Linked DNA regions of Hordeum vulgare: regions 1 and 2 are each linked to region 3. The links are chromatin contacts, called in public Hi-C maps. All regions are on one chromosome and are shown on one strand. The core of a region is the stretch at or near the end of the contact, and the rest is flanking DNA. Distances in the headings are between cores, read along the strand shown.

The links. A called contact is a pair of places that touch in the nucleus more often than the background predicts.
Region 1: a Hi-C map of leaf shows a contact between it and region 3, with 4 times the contacts expected there. The contact joins the enhancer-like site here to the promoter of LOC123398061 in region 3. A contact is called at or near these places in 2 of 6 Hi-C or Micro-C datasets (leaf and seedling).
Region 2: a contact with region 3 is called in a Hi-C map of seedling, with 6 times the contacts expected there. The contact joins the promoter of LOC123395583 here to the promoter of LOC123398061 in region 3. A contact is called at or near these places in 2 of 6 Hi-C or Micro-C datasets (leaf and seedling).

What each region holds. Positions count from the first base shown.
Region 1 is chr5H:442,959,619-442,962,881 of MorexV3_pseudomolecules_assembly, reverse strand. No RefSeq gene overlaps it. Among protein-coding and RNA genes, the nearest start is that of LOC123397906, 110 kb to the left of the region's middle. Within about 2 kb of position 1,276, at least 1 of the 3 cell types and tissues checked has open chromatin away from gene starts, as enhancers often do. A contact at or near this core is called in leaf, where this site is marked.
Region 2 is chr5H:443,073,400-443,076,640 of MorexV3_pseudomolecules_assembly, reverse strand. LOC123395583 reads left to right here and starts at 1,880. Exons shown (of 3, transcript XM_045090602.1): 1 at 1,880-2,021; 2 at 2,541-3,241. The coding sequence starts at 1,955.
Region 3 is chr5H:443,364,342-443,367,806 of MorexV3_pseudomolecules_assembly, reverse strand. LOC123398061 reads right to left here and starts at 1,769. Exons shown (of 3, transcript XM_045092572.1): 1 at 1,589-1,769; 2 at 811-1,199; 3 at 1-653. The coding sequence starts at 1,652.

The sequences.
Region 1 (3,263 bases), core at 27-2,526, 400 kb after region 3:
GAGGGCTAGCTCCCCATGCACGGAGGCGTAGCGCAACCCCGTGATCCATCCTGTCGTCGGCAAAGCACGCCTACTTCTCGTGTTATTTAAGGAGGAGTTGGTTGTTGGCGATTTGTTACGCGTAGGAGGGAAGGCGGAGGTGGCGGCAAGGTAGGCGATGTACTTAGACACTCGTAGTTGTCGTTAACGTTGACCTGGCCACCTATGCATGAGGACAAGTGTGACCACGTCACCATGGGATGATGCCTCTCAAGCTCCAACCTCCGCACATGTATTTTAAAAGAGGCACACCTCTCCCTCCGGTTTATATTCGATTCGATTTCAAGCATGACTTATTTCAAGGTGGAACAAGCGCTAACGTGACTCTCCTCTTGAGCCGACCCATGTAAAGTGACCACTTGATCACTTCACCGATTCGCTCGAGGGCAATTTGACCAGTCATGGTCATAGTGGACTTTAAAAAATTATAAAAAAATCATGAATTTAAAACACATTCACTCATTTCAAAAAGATGTTCAAAATTTCAAACAAATCATGAATCTATAAAAAAAATGTTCAAAGTTTCAAACAAATCAGGAATTTCAAACAATATTTCAAACTTTTCCATTGATTTTCAATAAAGTTCACCAAATTTAAAAATAGTTCATCTAATTGAAAAAACTTCATCGGATTTGAAAAAAACTTGTTCGATTTTTGAAGAAGGTCAACAAAAATTAAAAAAGTTCTTCACTTTTGAAGAAAAAATCTTCATTCTAAAGAAATCATCGAATTTGAAAAAAGTTCATCGGATTTGGATTTTTTATTAATTTAAAAAATGCTCATAATTTTGATAAGATTTCATTGATTTGAAAGAACAAATCATGAGTTTGAAGTTTTTGAAAAATCATCTATTACAAGAAAAAGTTTTCGAATTTGCAAAAACAAAATATAGATGAAATACTAAAAGTAAAAGTAAAGAGAAAACAAAACAAAACAAAATGAAGAAAGAAGAAATAAGAAATGGCAAAAACGTGTATATAATCAAACCTACGCGAAGGTGTCAGGTGTTTATCGCATCGATCACCAAACTCCCGCGTTATGGCTTCGAATGCCAACGTGTGAGTATCTTTTGCATTTTAGAAAAAAAAATTGGCCGGCCAACATTCCCTATTTCTATTATTTCTTTGATCTTTTTATTTATGAAAAACCCTATTCGTCGCTCTGTGTGAAACGATGTCGGACTTCGCAAAGAGCGAGAGGGCGTCGATTTCAAATGGGCTGGCCCATTTAACAAGGATGCAGGATTTCCGGTTTTGGGAATCTTTTAGAGGTTCTAACCGATTTTACCGGTTTTGTAGACTTCTAGAAGGTTTGCTCAACCGTGGTTTTTTATATTTTTTATTTTTTTAGAGTTTTATGTTTCTTTTCTTATTTTCTGGTTCTGTTTTAGAAAATGTTCTGGATTTTCCAAAAATACTTTTGAATTTTCATAAAATATTCTTGATTTTAGAAAAATGTTTAGTATTTACCAAATATTGTTTTCGGTTCATATGATTCAAATTTATTCTCGGTTTCAAATTGTGTTCTTAAGATTTAAAAAATGCTTATGCTTTAAAAAATTGTTCCAGCATTCAAATTTGTTCATTTTTTTCAAAATTTTCTTCTCAAGACTAAAAAACGTCTGTGCTTTAAAAATTTGTTCGCGCTTCCAAATTTGTTCAGGATTTTCAAAATTGGTCTCGGTTTCAAATTTTGTTCTTAAGATTCAGAAAATGTTCGTGTTTTCAAAAATTGTTCGCGATTCCAAATTTATTCGTGGTTTTTTGAAATTGTTCTTCATTTCAAAATTTTGTTCTTAAGATTCAAAAAATGTGTCTGCTTTAAAAAATTGTTCGCGCTTCCAAAAAAATTCAGGCTTTTCCAAACTTATTCTCGGTTTCAAGTTTTGTTCTCAAAATTCAAATAGTGTCCGTGCTTTAAAAAATCGCGCTTCCAAATTTGTTCAGGGTTTTCCAAAACTGTTCTCCGGTTCAAAATTTATTCTCAAGTTTCAAAATTTGTTCATGCTTTAAAAAATTGTTCAAATTATTCTCGGTTTCAAAATTTGTTCTCAAAATTCAAAAAATGTCGGTGCTATAAAAATTTGTTCGCTCTTTCAAATTTTTTCTGAGTTTTCCAAAATTATTTTCCTTTTCAAAATTTTGTTCTCAAGATTCAAAAAATTGTTCGTGCTTCCAAATTTGTTCACAAATTTTGAAAATATTTCTCGGTTTCAAAATTTGTTCTCAAAATTCATAAAATATCCGTGCTTTAAAATTTTGTTCGCGCTTTCAAATTTTTTCGGTTTTTTAAAAATTGTTCTCCTTTTGAAAATTCGAAAAATGTTCGTGCTTTAAAAATTTACTCGTGCTTCCAAATCTGTTCATGGTTTTCCAAAATTGTTCTTTATTTCAAAAAAAATGCTTCAAATACAAAAAAAAATGAAAAATGAAAGACAAAAAGTATGAAAAAAGGAAATAAATAGAAAAGGACAAAAAGTAATAGAAAAAAAGATACAAAACTCGGCCAGCCTAGTCGGAGCGCCCGCCTTGTGCGATGGAGGAGTCCCTCACACAATGAGCGGCACGTAGGAGCTCCCCCCAACGTTCCATATTCGGAGTTGAATTGTAGTGTTATTTGCAAACGAGCGCACCCTCGCTAGGCCGGAGTTGAATAAGTTGAGGAACTATTGTACTATGGAATTGACATACATCAAATTTGATGAAATTTGTTGTAAATAGAGGGGGTCCATAACACTAAGATGGGAAGGCGGTTGCCGCCCTTGTCCCGTGCTACTGGCATGTCACGGCGTCGTCGAATACTGGCTCATTTAGAACATGAATTGATGAATTTTGTCATAAGAATGAGGGTTGAGAGTGAGCGGGGTGAGGGTTGAGGTTGGTCTGTTCAGTTACGGCTATGTGGGCGGGATAATTTCCCTACTTTAGGAATTTTGGCAAAATACATTCAATAGTGATGGTTTTGCAGCAAATTGCATGTGCAAGTAGTTCCTATTAAGTTTTGATCACATGCAATCTTTTGGTTAGGATAAAAGGGTAAATGCATTGTTTGATTTCTTCAAGAGTTAATAACATATTTTTTTGGTTAGGATATATTAGTAAATGTATTGGTTGGGTGCTTCAAGAGTTAATAACAGACACGCGGGGTATCAATTGCCTACCAAACAATGGATATCTTATTTTTGTTTCGTGGTAATGCACAACATTCAAATGTATGTTAGAATG
Region 2 (3,241 bases), core at 631-3,130, 290 kb after region 3:
GCAAGCGGGCAGAGGTACGGCCGCGGAGGCGGGCGGGTTGAGATCGACAACATTGGTGGTTGAGGTCGGCCGTGGCGGCGAGTGGTGTGGCAGCGGCCTGGGCACATGCAAGGATGGACCAGGGTCGACGCGATGCGCTCGAGCGCCGCAACGGGGGCAATGAGCGGGGAGACGTACATCCGCGGAGGCGGGTGGGTTGAGATTGGCAGCGGTGGCGGTTGAGGTCGGCCGCGGCGGCGAGTGGTGTGGCGGCGGCCTGGGCACAGGCGAGGGTGGCCCAGGGTCGACGGGAGGAGGCGATGCGTACGGATATAATTTTTGCAGCGAATCGTTTTTTTTTCCTTTTGCGTTGCAGATAAATGATGGAGCGTGGGTTGAATAACATAAATTACAGGGGCTTTTTATAAAAATGTCGTGGTGGGTTTTCCGACGAAAGCAATAGCCGCTTTATTATTATTATTATATATATATATATATATATATATATATATATATACTAGCAAAAGGGCCCATGCGTTGCAACGGGAGAAAGAAATACCACACGACACACGCTCTTAATTTATAAAAAATGTCTATAATTTGAGAATTTATAGTTACGATACAAATAAAGATGGTCTTATTCTACAAAAATGCAGTTCAAAATTTCACGGGTCTTCTATTTTAACACGGCTTGCATGTAGATTTAATACATACAAAGAAACAATCAAGTGACCTTCAGTTTCATCTCTAATCCTGATTTTGTTGACGCGTTCATCCCCAACCCGGATGAGTACCGGTATGAAAGAAAGACGAAACTTATTTATTAAGATTGCACCCTAGATAGTATTTTTATTAAACGTTTAACAGATAAAATAATATCATATTTAAATTCTACATATTTTTCTAATCAAATTTCATGTATAATATGTTAAATTTGGAGTTACGGTTTAAAAGATATGAGTTTAAAAAAAAATATTTAATATAAACTATGAGTTTAATGTCATAAACAGTAAGGGCTTTTTTATAAAATCACCTCGGTGGGTTTTTCAACGGAAGCGATAGTCTCTTTATTATTAAACTAGCAAAAGGGCTCATGCGTTGCAACGGGAGAAAGAAATACCACACGGCACACGCTTTTAATTTATAAAAAATGTCTATAATTTGAGAATTTATAGTTACGATACAAATAAAGATGGTCTTATCCTACAAAAATGCAGTTCAAAATTTCACAGGTCTTCTATTTTAACACGGCTTGCATGTAGATTTAATACGTACAAAGAATCAGTCAAGTGACCTTCAGTTTCATCTCTAATCCTGATTTTGTTGACGTGTTCATTCCCAACCCGGATGAGTACCGGTACGAAAGAAAGACGAATAATGACTTATTTATTAAGATTGCACCCTAGATAGTATTTTTATTAAATGTTTAACAGATAAAATAATATCATATTTAAATTCTACATATTTTTCTAATCAAATTCCATGTATAATATGTTAAATTTGGAGTTACGGTTTAAAAGATATAAGTATTTAAAAAAATATTTAATATATACTACGAGTTTAATGTCATAAACAGTAAGGGTTTTTTTTTGTAAAATCATCTTGGTGGGTTTTCGACGGGAACGATTGCCTCTTTATTATTAGGTAAAGATTAGGTAAAGATATAGGTATAGATTAGGGAGAGATGAGTATATGTACTATGTTAAAAAAAAGTTTGCGAGTGCTGAGCGAAAGCCGCCCAAGCTACCCAGTCGTCGTGATCGGGCCCAGTTTTCCTCGGCATTGATTGAAGGCGCGGAGAGGGTTTCGTCTGCCACACCCACGCGTTCTATTGAAAATAAAAATAAAAGAAATCCGTTTCCACTGCACGCTCCTCTATTCTCGCGCGCCTCCTGCTCTCCCCCTCCTCGCCCCAAACAAAACCACCAACCAACCAACCACAGGGGCCGGGACTGCCACCACCGGAACCCGACCGATGGAGTTCCCTCGCCGCGGTCCGGCCACCGGCGACGGCCGCCGCTTCCCTGACCCTCCGCCGCACGGTATGCGTCGAGCCAATCTAAACATTCGCCCTTGTCGCCGTGGTCGTTTCTTCCTTGGTAAATAACCGCAAACGAAGTAATGGCAGGACCCATTTTGCTCTCAGTTCTCTTCTCCTGGGGTCAGATGCTTGCGATTGTTGTCGAGAACCCCGAAAATCTCGGCCGCTTCCATGCTATGCGTTGTTTTTTGTTTAGAAATCGAAAATAAGGCCTCAGTTTCTTTCAATACTCAGGTGTAGATTGGGTGTGATTTGGATTAGTTTGTTTCACAGAAGGAGTTTCCGATCTGTTTTGTGGGGGGCAGAACATGGCAAAATTGGGATCTCTCCCTCGAGAAATCTCGCAAACATGTTCCCTCATTTTCCATTGGACAGACTTAAAGTCCATCCTAGCATAGCAGTACACATCTTGCTAGTTCAAATCGCATGTAGATTTTTCAAGAAACACATTGAGAATTTGAGGAAGAGTTGGAATTTTGGTCACGCCGACCATCTAACTGCTGCGCAATGCCTGGTGCAGGAGAGGAGGAGCCGATGACGGTGATGAGGAATGCGCTGCTCTCGCAGCTCCACATGGACCACCTTCGCCAGGAGATCATCGTGTCCGAGCTGGCCAAGATGGAGCGCGCCAATGCCCTCCGCGCCGGCGTGGCCACCGCAGATGCTGGACAGTCTAAGCCGTGTCCGTTCAGTGCCGAGCAGCTCATGGCCCTGCGCGCCGCCACGCCGATTCCATTGCTCGGCCTGGCCGCCGCAGATGCTGGACGGTATGGGCTTTTGCCATTCAGCGCCGAGCAGCCCATGGCCCTGCGCGCTTCTGCCTGTGAGCAACAGACCACACGGATGCCATCGCAAAGTGTGGTCGCTGCTGATGCCGGACAGTCTACGACATGTCCGTTCAGTGCCGAGCAGCCCATGGCCCTGCGCGCTTCTGCCTGTAGCCAGCAGGACACGCGGATGCCATTGCACAGTGTGGTCGCGGCGGATGCCGGACAGTCTATGCCATGTCCGTTCAGTGCCGAGCAGCTCATGGCCCTGCACGCTGCGCCCAGTAGCCACCAGGACACGCAGATGGCATTGCATGGCGTGGCCGCTGCAGATGCTGGACCGTCTAAGCTGTGGCCGTTAAGTGTCGAACAACTCATGGCCCTGCGCGCTGCGGCGGATAGCCACCATGCCACGCCGATGCCAATGTACGGCGAGGCTGCTACAGATGCTGGA
Region 3 (3,465 bases), core at 520-3,019:
CTCTGTTGATGCTTTCTGCTTGTGCAGTGATTCTCGAAATGGGCTTTAGAGATACATTTGACCTGGCACATAGCGCAATCCCATTCCGAGGATGGTGTTTGGTCTTTGGAAATTTCTGGTGGACTGTTTCCCTCTTGGTTGATTGTTTCGCAAAGGGTCCGAACATTCAGTTGGTGTCTTTCATCTCTGAGGTGGTTCTCCGAGTCTAAGTCACGGTTCATTTTCTCCACATGTAGCGGTCTGCTGTCCTTGTTTAAGTTTGCTTTCAGAGACTCAGAATTGATTTCCTTGTTATTGCTTTCTTCGAATAAAGCTTGAATCTTCTTTAAGTGCCTTTTACCCTTCAGGTGGATCTCAAGATCTGATTCGGTGCCACACATAACTTGACAAATGCTGCAACCTGCTAAAGGTGGCTTCTGATAACCAATGGCCTTAATGCTTGATTCCAGTGTTGCTATATTTGACTGGTGCTTCTTCCCAGCACAATGCTTCTGCGCAGAGTTTGCTTCTACCTGGCACACCGGGCAACTCCATCTCACGGGTGGCTTCTTTCTTTTTCTGGGACTCATGGGTGGCTTCGGCTTCTTAACTGGTATGGTTATTCCTGTCAGTTCCCACTTCTCCGCAGGCGACGCTTTATTTGGAGGAACATTCTGTTTGATATGCAGTTAGATTAGACCATTAGTATGTAGTACTTCTGAAAACAAGGAAGGTAGAGTTTCTTCTGATTTTTCAATGCAGTTTGAATACACCATTAGCAAGTAGATTTATGAAAACATTTCGAGTAAACACAATGGACAAGCTGCTCACCTCACTGGGATCCTGCAGTTTCGGTTCATCAAATGCTGGGTTATGTTCACCCGAATTAACCCTGCATTTGCACGGGTTCCAGCATTTTTCCGCGCGATCTTCTGTGACGGGATTCCAAAATCTGGGCTCTGCACTCTTCCTTCCACAGTTGTTTGGTAGCTTCACATCATTTTCCTCACCCACGTCGGCGTAGTTTTCCCAGCCGAAGACGGGTCCTCTGTGCGGCGGCATGCTGTCCCGGGGCATCGGCGTGCTGTGGTGACCGGACACAGAGCGCAGGGCCATGGCGCACTCTATCTTGGCCAGCTCGGCCATGATGATCTCCTGGCGAAGGCGGTCCTTCTGGAGCTGCCACAGCAGGGCGTCCCTCATAACCAGCATTGCGTCTCCTGCACCAGCGATGGGACCAGATAAGTAGCAGAATCCTACTCCTATTGTTCTTGTTTTCTTGAACACGTTTTCTGCATCTGACTAGAGGAACCGTGAATCGGATAAAGTAGGATCGACAGGTTGCATTTGTTTTTGACGAGAGGACAGACAAGCTGGGCAGAATCTTCAATCTTGTGACCCCCGGGCAAATCAAACCACACCTAGTCTGTTACCACTTCTACAAGGCGCGGATCAAGTAGAACAGTCCCAGTACCATCGTTCGTCTGATGTCTAGAGGATTTCGCATACAGTCGCAGTCAGAGACGGGAGAAAAGGAGGGTAAAGTCCATCTCTGTTCAGTTGCTTCCTACGGAGTACTAACGCGGCAGAGGTGGCGGGCGGCACATACCGTGCGGCGGAGGGTCGGGGCAGCGGTGGTCGTCGGTGGCTGGGCCGCGGCGGGCGAACTCCATCGGGGTGGGTCCCTCCCGGGGAGCAGAGCAGCGACAGGAGCCAGAGGCGGGGGGACTGGTGGGGTGTTTCGGCGAGGAGAGCACGGGGAAGCGCGTGAGAAGGAGGGGCGTTGCAAAGGCAAAATGTGGGAGACAAAACTTTGAGTGGTCGCGTTTGGGCCCCGTATAGTATCGTACTCCGTATTTATTAGTCTTCATAATATAAGTTTTGTCCCAAGTTAAAGTATCTTTATTTTAATCAAACTTATAGAAAAAACTATAATACCAAATCAATAGTGTTAGATTCATTATGAAATGTAGTTTCGTAGTGTGTGTGCATATATATATATATATATATATATATATATATATATATTTCGTTTTGTACATGTTGATATTTCTTAATATAGGCTTGAACAAATTTTGTTGAATTTGACTTGATACAAATCTAATACGCAGAATAAGAATGACACTTCTTTTTTTTTCGGTTTATAAGACCCATCTTAAAATTATTTGTTTTTCTTGTTTCATTAGTCTCGTTTTGTCGGAGCGACGATCCTTGGGTAGTCCCAAGACGACGAGCTGGACGGGGCACGTGCCTAGGCCGGCTGCCTCGGCTCGCGCTTGTGCCCGGCTGTTCGAAATCAACTCTGGTGTCACATCTAACCTAACGCGAAAGAAAAGGCCATCCCTTTGTCACTATTGCTGATAATTTGTGTATTGTTCATCCGTCATACATCGTCATTCATAGTACCCTTTGTCCTGTGGGTGTCAACTGTTAAAAGACCCTGGAGGGCCTCTTGCCTCGAAGAGGCTCACGGACGCTTCATTTTCTTCCACGTAGTGTAACACCCCAAATTTTTTGACACAATTTTATTTATTGAATTTGGCCAGGATTATTCTGAAATTTTTTATTTCTGAGTTTTCTTCTGATTTCAGAGCTTTTCCTATTCTTACTTTTATGAAAAACTCTATCTATGAGCTAGAGCTTCTTAAAAAATTACTTGTGGCTTGGGTGTTGACTAAATATTTTTCTATTGCAGAGAAGGCTCTTTCTATAAATATTATCTTCCAATTCTATTTATTCAAAACTGTTTTTTTATTTCCTAAGGGTCCAGTTTTAAACTGCAACCACCTGTTAACTTCTTCTAAAAATTCCACAATAAATTTTACAATTACCTACTATACTTCTGGATCAATTTTATATAATTATATAGCCAAGTGTTTTGAAAAGTTTAAGTAAATTAATTGATTTTTCTTTCTGGTCCAATTGTAGATTTGTACTACAACCTATTATTAAAAGCCTCCAAAAATCCTATCAAAATTTGTAGTGGTCAAGGGATTCATATAAATGAGTTTCATGCAAAAATATATATTGGTATTTTGAAAAATTTGAGCACCACTTCTTGTTTTATGTTCTGGACCAGATTGGCATTTTGTACTGCATCCGCACTATTTTCTTTCCCAATGACCTTGAATTTTTTTATACTTATAGTACACCATATAAAACCCTTAAGTATCAAATTTCAGCCCCATTGGAGTTGTTTTGACCCCTGTTGCATTATCATCTTGTTTTTGTTCAGAAATGGACTTTTGCTATAATTGCATTATGAAGTTGTTTGGTTGCTAAATCTAACCATACCACATTTTTTTGCATCCAAGGAGACTCCTATATGGTAATTCTTGTGGCTAGCAAGTGCTCCTAGATGCCATTGGCATTTTGTCAAACACCTCGTGTCCCTCACCAGAATTGGCATGATGTTTTGTTTGTGTTAGAAAGCTGCTCCATGGACCAAACCAGCATGTCTAGTAGATCCCTAGTAAGGCCCTTAGT